2 separate regions of the Camelus bactrianus genome follow, and region 1 is linked to region 2. A link is a contact called in public Hi-C data. All regions are on one chromosome and are shown on one strand. The core of a region is the stretch at or near the end of the contact, and the rest is flanking DNA. Distances in the headings are between cores, read along the strand shown.

What was found. Hi-C and Micro-C count contacts between places; a contact is called where the count stands out from the background.
Region 1: a contact with region 2 is called in a Hi-C map of blood, with 3 times the contacts expected there. The contact joins the promoter of ACADS here to the promoter of HNF1A in region 2. A contact is called at or near these places in 2 of 2 Hi-C or Micro-C datasets (blood and liver).

What each region holds. Positions count from the first base shown.
Region 1 is chr32:9,120,431-9,125,111 of ASM4877302v1, forward strand. ACADS (acyl-CoA dehydrogenase short chain) reads right to left here and starts at 1,697. Exons shown (of 10, transcript XM_074356197.1): 1 at 1,464-1,697; 2 at 197-360. The coding sequence starts at 1,614. It overlaps UNC119B (unc-119 lipid binding chaperone B), which reads right to left. Exons shown (of 5, transcript XM_074356198.1): 5 at 3,824-4,681.
Region 2 is chr32:8,935,553-8,940,790 of ASM4877302v1, forward strand. It overlaps HNF1A (HNF1 homeobox A), which reads right to left and starts at 3,382. Exons shown (of 10, transcript XM_010969604.3): 1 at 3,054-3,382. The coding sequence starts at 3,382.

The DNA.
Region 1 (4,681 bases), core at 447-2,946, 180 kb after region 2:
CTGTTATTCCAGAAGTCAAATCCTGGCTCTAGGCCTCATGCTGGACCAGGGGAACCTCCAGAGAATTTTCTGGGCCCCAGGAACCCGCCTCAGGGTTCTGTGGCTGGAGTCTCAGTGACTCTGGCTGTCACTGTCACCAGTCGTCTGGGAGCCGAGAGCACAGCCCATCCTGGGCTGCTGAGGTTGGAACTCTCACCTGAGCTGCCGGGAAGCAATGTTCCTTGTCCAACTGGGCCGCAATGGGAAAGAGCTCCTTCTCCACAAAGTCCTGGCATGTCTGACGTAGCATCTGGTGTGTCTCGGGCAGCTCCACAGACTGGTAGATGGTATGTAAGAGGCGCCAGTCCCAAGGCCGGAGAGCTGCCAGCAAAAACAACAGGAGTCAGTAGAAGGGGAATGCGAGAGATCTTGTGTGATGACACTAATAATTAACCATAATAATAATAATAGCGTTCCACTAACTCAGCAGTTCTCCTCCATAGATGATTTTGTGCCCCCAGGGACTACTAGCAACGTCTGGAGACATTTCTGGTTGTCTCAACCGAAGGGTTGTGTGGAGTGGGTAGACACCAGAAATACTGCTAAACACTGTACAGGACAGATTCCATGACAAAGAATCATGGGCCCAAAATGTCAGCAGCTCACTGTTTAGAAAAGAACTGAATGTTTACTGTGCTTGCTAAATAGTTTGTACAACTTAACCCATTCAATCATCAGTGTAACACCAGTAACAGTAAGAGCACAGGCAAGGATGTTAACTTCATTGGTTTCTCTAAAATGTGGAGGCCAACAGCATTTCGCTCCTGGGGTGGGAGGCTGAGATACTAACTGTAGCACTTGGTGCAGGGCCTGGAGAGACACCTCTCAATGAGGGTCCCCTTTATTGTTATTATTCAGGGTGAGTGGCTCTTAACCAGGCAGAGGAAGCCCTGGCCACGTGTCACTGCTGCCACAGCTGGAGAGAAATGGGAAGATGGGAGAGGTAGTGTATGAAATCACCTGCAAGTTCTAATACTCACTAAGCACCTGTTAATATGCCAGGCATTGTACCAAGTGTTGCGCACACCCTCTGATTCAACGCTCTATAACGTATTTACAAGAACAGCAGTAATGCATTACTGTGGCTGTTTTACATAAGGGCCAGCTTAGGCTGACAGGAGCCGTGTCTGGCTCAAGGTCACAGGTGCAGTCTGGGTTCAAGCCCAGGCCTGGCACCGGAAGAAGGGCGCACCTTGAACCTCCGCCGAAGGTGCAATGAGGGGAGGGGGATGCGGATGCCGCAGTGGGAACGGAGCTGGGGGTAGGAGGTCGGCGCGGGCGCCCAGGCCACGCAGGCGCGAGAAGCAGCCTAACTGGGCAAAGGCCGCGCGCTCCCGGAGTAGGCACCACCCGGCCGCCGCGGAGAAGGACCAGCCGCCGGGAGCCGTACCCGCTCGGCGGAGCCCTGGCCGGTGAGCACTCACCTCCGCGGACGGGGCCGCAGGCCCGGGCGAGCAGTGCGGCGGCCATAGAGGACGGAAGCCAGATACTCCTGACAGTGCCGGACTTCCTCTCAGCCACCTCGGTCCACCAGCGTGGGCTCCAGGCTGCGGGGGCGGGGCCGGCGCAGGTCATAGGCCTCGCCCACCGTGGCTCAGGGCGGGGCCGTCCTACGCTCACGTCCGGTCTGCCTCGGGTCGTTGTGGGACCCGCTTCACTCCCCGGTGGTAAAACCAGACTCTCCCGCGCATTTGCGGAAGTCGCCGAAGTCGGTTCTCTTCCGATCCTAAAACCTTTCGAGAGTGGGCGTCTCTCTCCTAAAATCCAATTCCGTGGCCTAAAAAGCCCTATAAGCCTTCCCCCGCCTACCTCCCTGATCCCACGCCCACCACCCCCTTGCGGTCCTTGCTCCAGCCTCACATGGCAGCTCCAATACCTCTAGCTGGTTCCACCCTTCGGACCTTTGCGGTCATCGTACCCTCGCTGGAACGCTCCTTCCCTTCCTCACTCACTGAGGCCTGCCCCGACCTCATGAGGCCAGTGTTTCCACCCCGCCCCACACTTCCCATCCCATTGTTTTATTCCTGGCATCGTCTGAAATCTTATCAAGTCCCCTACCAGCCTGTGAGTTCCAAGAAGGGCAAGGATCTTGTCTTGCTCTGGTACTCAGTACTTCAGCCCGGGTAGTTGGATTGATGGGACGTTGTGAAGGTGGGGTGGCACTGCTGCTTCCCTGATCCAATGTGGTCTCACCGTCTCACTTCCAGCTGTGGGGCAGAGCCCCCTCGGGAGTGGGGGCACTGTACCCTACTGCCGTGCATTTGGTCCTCAGTGTCCATCAAGATGCCTTCACCCTGCCTCCCAAAACTATGGCGATTTCACTTGTCTAACAAGGGTCTTCCATGGGCACAGGTGTGAGTCAGACTTCCCCAGGCTCCGGGATACCACCCACGTGCACCCAGGCACCCACACATCCCTCCAGCTGCCTTTTCCCCCCATAACTCAGCCCAGCATCGACCCACAGGACAGAAGTTCTGTCTTCCTTCAAGAACTTGCTCTGCTTCCTGGAGATCAATCAAAAGATGTGGCAACGTCTTTCTGATGTTACCTTGCAGTTAAAAAAAGAAATGCATTCAAACTACTCAGCGATAAAAAATAAAATAATGCCGTTTGCAGCAATATGGATGGACCTGGAGATTGTCATTCTAAGTGAAATAAGCCAGAAGGAGAAAGAAAAATACCATATGATACCACTCATATATGGAATCTAAAAAAAAAAAGACACTAATAAACTTATCTACAAAACAGAAACAGACTTGCAGACATAGTAAACAATCTTATGGTTATTGGGGGGAAGGGGGTAAGAAAGGATAAATTTTGGAGCTTGAGATTTGCAAATGTTAACCACTATATGTAAAAATAGATAAAAAGCCAAGTTTCTTCTGTATAGCACAGGGAACCATATTCAATATCTTATAATAACCTTCAATGAAAAACGGTATGAAAACAAATACATGTATATATGTGCCTGATTGGGACATTATGTTGTACACCAGAAGTTGACACACTGTAACTGACTATACTTCAATTAAAAAAAAATGCATTCAAAAGAAAGCCTCTAAATCCATACTACTGTAAAGCCAACAAATGACTATTGTTGGCAAATGATCCCAGGCTTCCTAACCTTTCATCACCCAACCTGGCACCAGCCCAGGGTGGAAGAAAAGAGGAAAAAGCAGGAGAGGGGGGAAAATAAGTGAGTGGTGTTTGTGGGCAGAGGCCTTCAGGTGCCACAGACCATCTAAAACAGATTTATTTTTAACTGGTACTGTTTGTGACCTCAAACATGGATATAAGTTTTATATTAAAAGTGTGCAAGTTCTCCAATAGAGACAGAAATCAGAAGATGGTTACAAGGGACTGGGGTGAAGGGAGGGAAGTGGCTGCAAATACTAGGAACTTGAGAGAACTTTCTGGGGTGATGGAAACGCTCTGTATCATGACTGTGATCAGGAATCCATTTGTCAAAACTCATCAAACTGTACTCTTACGTGAGATGAATTTACTCTTGGAGGTATAGTTAAAATACCTCTTAATGAACCTAACTTTAAAACATGTATATACATTTTTAATTCTCAAAGCACCCCAGCAAAATGTAAAGCAAAAAAAATTAAGCCTAAAGCACGATACTATGCACTAATGACCCCAGAGACCAGCTATGCTCATTAAACCAGTATTTACGTAAAGGCCACGTAAAGAAACTCTGAGCCCGCCCCCACTCTCACCCCATACCTGCTCCCCCACCGACACAAGGGGCCGGTCAGGAGACAAGAGGGGGTACACATACTGTGAAAATCTTTCTTTTATTACTGTCTCTTGTGGCAAAATAACATTTTATACAAATAAGTCACCTAAGTTTACTTTGGACACAAAGACAATACAAACTGGAATGAGGAGCTTGGGGGAGGCGGGGAAGGCAGATCAGGTCACTGACATTTCTTATATTCTGTGAAAAATAGATTTACAGAGAAAAAAATAGACTTTCACAAGTTCAATGACTTTACATGATCCTTTGTACAACAAGGGGTAAATCCACCTCCACCGGACCCTTCTTGTTCCTAAGACGTCCTGTAACATGGAATGTAAGTAACACAATGATTCGATGACCCAGCTCCTATGCCAGGTACAGCGGCACCCTCTGCATCGGGATCCTCGCCCACAGGCAATGAGTCTGTGCTGTGACTCTGAGAACTGTCCACATCCCCCTAACTTCACTGAAGTCATAGTGACAGTGGCCACCAGAAGAAAGTGACTTTACACAGGGAAAAAAAAAAAAAAAAAAAAAGAGTACCCTGGGAGCCTAGCAAGGGTGGTAAGACCTACTAAGGCAAAACGCACCCAATTTGTACATTAGACACAGCCTATTAAATCCATTCCAGAAACGAGTCCCACTTCAACTGAAAAAACAAGTTGAAGATTCCCCCAACTTTGCCACACAAAATCTCCAGTCTCTGGATCACCCGAGTCCCCAAATCACTGCCCCTATTTGAGAATCAGATGGCCCGAAGACTGTGGGTGTCTTCAGGAAGTCTTCCATGCTCCTGAATACTGCTTCACTGCAAGACAGCTTTGAGCTAACACATGAGGAGAGGATGACCTATTTTATTCCAGAACTACTTTTAGATATTTCCTCTGTTCACTC
Region 2 (5,238 bases), core at 2,132-4,631:
GTGTGCCTCAGTTTCCTCCACTGTGATATGAGGCTAATAATATTTCATAGGCTGTCAGGAGGAGAAAATAAGTTCAATGCATTCATAAGCCCTTCGTGTAAAATGAGACCACTAATAATAGCAATCATCTGTTGCACTTATGTGCTATTTAACCCTGTGGGTAAGCATTATTATCAGCTCCACCTGGCAGAGGACCTAGGGCTCAGAAAAGTAAAATCACCTGCTGGAGCTAGAATGGGGCAGAGCTGGGATTTGAGCCCAGGCAGGCTGGTCTCAGTCAGGGGTGTCAGACTGACCCGCTAGCCACTGTCTTCCTGGGTCTCAGTGCCTTGGTGCTGCCTGATGGAGAGGATCAGAGACCCTCAAGGTTGAGGTGTGAGCTGCTCAGGGATGGAAGGACCTAGGAGGACACTCAGGAAGGAGCCTCCCTTAGCCAGAGCAGCAGACATCCCCAGCGGCTCAGAGAAGCCTAGTCACTCATTCATTCCTGCTGCGCGTCAGCTGCTGGGCTGATATCAGGGGTATAAGTGGTGAACAAGACCCTGCCCTGGAAAAACTTCTGTTCTCATGGCAGGAGCTAGAAAACAGACAGACAAATAAGGTAATGATAAGGGACAGGTGAAAATTAATGAAAGTCACGGAAGAGGGAGTGACTGGGGTGGAGCCTACCTTTATTTAGATGGGGTGGTCAGGGAGGACCTCCCTGAGGAGGTGATATTTGAGCAAAAAGGAGAAGGAATTGGCCCCGGGAAGATCTGGAAGAAGAATTCTAGGCAGAAGGCACAGTGCATGCAAAGGCCCTGAGGTGGGAATCAGCAAAGTCAGTGTAACTGAAAGGAAGTGAGGAAGGGAGAGAGGTCCCTTAGAAAGAGGTCAGGAAACCAAGGCTGGGAGTTTGAATTTTATTCATTGTTGAGGTGGGGAAACTGAGGCAGGAGGAGGAAGAGACATTAGCCCAAGGTCATACTTGGTCACACTTAGTTTGTGTGAGAAGTCCTGCCTCTTCACCATCCTTTCTAGCCTGCCTGGGCTTCATCAGGGGTCCCCTACCCTCTCTAGCCTGTGCCCTGGGGCTCGAGGCCCCACTTTTTCCCTTCGGGGCGTTTTCAGATCCCTTTTGTTACCTGAACAATAAGTAACCCGGGTAGTTAGTTATAAACTCCGCAGGAACAAGGAGCTGGTTGATAATTTATAGCAACATCTCAAATTTAAATGGAAAGTAAATAGCATGCTGTTAGCATTAAAGAAAACCCAATCGGGGCGGGAGGGAAGCACTCCAGCCTTCTCTCAGCTTGGGGCGCCTCACTCTCTCCCCAGCCCCTTCTCCCAGCTGCCTGTGAGCCCCTCTCCCCTCCCGGCTTCTTGGCTCTGCTCTGCTTCTCCAGGCCTCTCTCTACCCACATCCTGTCTCTTCCTCCATGCCTCCCCTCTCTCCCTCAGCTTCCAAGTCTCTGCTGGTCCCCAGGGAGCACTTTGACCCCTGTTCCCCGCTCAAGTGCTGTGGATCAAGCCTTCCCCTCCACCCACCATCCCACCAAAGGGGCTGCTGGTCAAGAGGCCCCACCCAGCCAGGTAAGGCCTTTGGCACCCCTTGCCCCCACTCCCCCCGGAAAGCCCCCAATCCCATCTGGGGCCCTGAGCAAGTCTGGCCCAGCCCCACCCTGTCAGGGCTGCCCTTGCCCTGGGCCTGGCGATGCCTGACTCTTTGCCCCTCCCCTGCAGACAGAGGCCCTTTGCCCTCCTCTTCCTGCCAAGTCAGGGGGCCCTGGCTGCTCCCCTGCCCCCTGCCCAGGCCCTCATGAGGCCTGGCAGACCCTGAAGGCTCCCTGTGGCAGGGATCCAGCCACCCCCACACCCCAAGCTGGGATCAGGACCTTGGACAGAAAAGAGATGGTCTCTGGGACTCTTTCTCAGTCTCCCCAACCCACCCCCAGCCGGCCCCTGGCCCCCAGTCATGGAGGAAGAGGGCACCAAAGAGAGTGGGTGTGGAGTCCCAGTTGGGTGGCCTTCATCAAGCTACTTCCCCTCTCATTTCCCTCGTCTGTGAAGCAGTTATTCATAGCTGCCTCCAGAGTTCATCTCAGTGTTGCCAGAAATCACACATGTGAAACTTCAGCACAGCGCCCACCCGGCTGTTAGGATGGAGGTTACAGAGCCTTAGGGGAGGGGCAGTGCTTGAAGCCCCCAGACCCCCTTCCCCTCACCTTTACCCTCCCCATCCCCCAGCCCGCTGGGTGGGAAGTTGGTTGGCTCAGGCCTCCCCAGGCCACCAGCCCTACAAGTTAATGATCACAGGCCTTATCAGAGCCTTTTGCCATGTATAAATTTATAAAACAAAAGAGAAATAATAAAGCCTGTGGGTAATTAGTAACCAGGTCAACTCTGCTGAGGAGAGGGGAGGCATCAGGCTCAGACCCACCCAGCTCTCCGGGATATGGGGAGCCAGCCAGTGGGTGGGGGTACGGAGCGGGGAGGCCTCTAACTGCACCTGCTGGAGAGGTGGGGGGGCCTGAGGCTGTGCTGGAAAGGGGAGCAGCTCCTTCCTTGAGGCTCCATTTCCCTCAGGTAAGAAAGACTGGGCCCTCCTGGCCAAATGTTTGAGTTCCGGGGAGGCCAGGGAAGCCCCCGAAAGCCCAGTTCTCGCTCCCCAGTGGTGCACCTGGTGCTTGGCAGGGAAGGTAGGGCTCGGGGAGTGGAAATAGGGATGGTGGCTATAAACTCCCTCCGCCCTCTGGTTGTCCGGCCACTTGAATTGTGGACTCTCCCGCTTTGTCCCCATCTTGGAGCTCCCCGGGGGGATGGCCCCACTTCTGAAGTGCTGGGCTGAGAGCCTTGGCTCGTGGGGACTCAGAGGACCAGGTTGGGGGCTGGAGGCTCCAATCCCCGAGCCGGGACCACCCCCCCTCCAAGCTCCAATGGGCCCTGTCCCCCTTAACCAACATCCAGAATGAAGGCCACAGCCATGGGACTCTGGAGTGGGAAGGGCTGGTCAGGAGCCGAGGGTGGGCCCCTCCAGGCTCCTTGGGAGCTGGGGACAGGAGAGGGGTCCTTACTGCAGCAGGGTCTCCACCACGGCTTTCTGGTGGGCTGCCTCCTCCGGGCTGAGGTTCTCCAGCTCTTTGAGGATTGGCGGCGTGAAGTCTTCCCCATCGTCGTCCGTCTCGTCCTCGGAGCCCCTCGTCTCCCCGAGTCCGTTGGGAAGCTCGGCCAGCTCCCCTCGCCCACCACCGCCACAGGACTCCCCCTTGTCCAGGGGGCCATCTCCGGCCAGCAGGTAGGGCGCCGGCTCACCCAAGGCCTGGATCAGCGCCTCTTTGCTCAGGCCCGACTCAAGCAGGGCGGCCAGGAGCTCCGTCTGCAGTTGGCTCAGTTTAGAAACCATGGCTCTGCTAGCGCTGGGCCACGCGGCCCTGGGCCACCCAGCTGGCCGCCTCCCCAGCTGCGTGGGCCGGCTCCGTGCTGGCCGGCCAGCAGGCAGGCCCAAACCAGGCTCCTTGCACCCGCTGCCCCCCCAAACCCCACTAGCCAAGCCCTGTGGGCACCCCCAACCCCCAACCCTGGCCCCAGTGGCCAGTGAATCAGGGCCCCTGCCCGCTCTGTTTACATTGGAGCTGGGGAAATTCTCCAAGGTTCATATTTATCCGTGTGCTTAGAGAAGGGACTGAACTTTGGACTTCACCCTGCAAACTGCAGGCCTCATGGCAGCGCCGAGGGACGGGGAGCTGCGGCCTTCACTGGGAGTAGGCAGAGCAGAGGGTGGGGGAGGCGGCAGTGGGGGGCCCAGGGCAGCTGGGACGGATGGTGCTGAAACAGGGAGGTCTTCAGGTGACCAGCATGGGGTCCCACCCCACCAGGACCTTGTCGGGGATCAGGTTGAGGCAGGAGAGCAGAAACAGCGGGTTTCCCTTGGGAACAGAAGCAGCAGGGAGTTTTAGGCCATTGGGCCATCTCTCCTCAAGGGCAGGGCTGGGTCACATCCATTTGGGGAGCTGCCTTCCTGCCAGCCCCAACATCAGGCCTGCTGGGAGGAACACTGTGTCGACTTAAGTCTGCTGTGGGCTGGGTCTGTAATGTGCATCATTACCTCAGAGTAGCCCCTAACCACTGTGAGTAGGTACAGGAATTATGCCCATTTTACAGAGGAGGAAACTGAGGTTCTGAGAGGGTAAGCAACTTCCCCAAAGTCACACAGCTAGAAGACTTGTGGGATGGGAATAGGGTGAGAGCAGTCAGGCATTTGGCTCAGAATTTTAAGGGGGCACCAAAAAACTCAGTAAATCAAGAGAAAACAATATTTGTATGCAATATATTAAAAATTCAGAATTAATGCTAAGCCCAAAAGAATTTAAGATACTACCACATAAAAACTTGCATGTGAATGTTCATAGCATTATTCACAATAGCCAAAAAGTGGAGAAACATAAATATCCATCAGCGGATGAATGGGTAGATAAAATGTTGTCCATCCATGCAATGGCATGGTATTTGGCCATAAAAAGGAATGAAGTCCTGATTCATAAGGGTGAATCTTGAAGACATTATGCTAAGAAGCCAGACACAAAAGGCCATCTATTGTATTATTCCATTTATAGGAAAAGTTCAGAATAGGCAAATCCACATGGACAGAAAGTAGATTGGTGGTTGCCAGGGGCTGAGGGGACAGGTGCGGGGAGGGGGAGAGGGAGGGGAGGGAATGGCTGCTTAAAGGCTACGGAGTTTCTTTGAGGGTGATGGAGATGTTCTAATGTAGATTCGGTGATGTTATACCATTCTGTGAATATACTAAAAATCACTGAATGGTGCATTTTTAAAGGGTGAATTTTATATAGGAATCAATAAAATATATTTTTAAATCAATGCAAAAAATCTGTGATGAACCACAAATATCAAAATGTTAAGTAAAGGCAGATTCTAACCCTCACTCACCCCCACCCACCTCTTCCCTCTTCCAGTCAGAGCCTGGACAAAAATTCCTGCAGTCTGTCCCCTGGGGTGGCCCTAAGCTCCCAGAACAAGGGGTGTACACCATTGCCTGGAGTACGCGGAGTGGGTGCTGCGGGGCTGCCCCCTAGGCTGGGGCATCTCTCAGGGGTCTGCAGAACCAGGGTCATATGTTGGGCAACAGAAGCAGGGAGAAGGTACCATTGGCCAGAAGGCCCTCCCTGCAGGCCAGGCCAGGCCAGGCCAGCGGAGAGGAAGCGGGGCTGAGGAAGGATGATAGCTGATCTATCAGCTCCA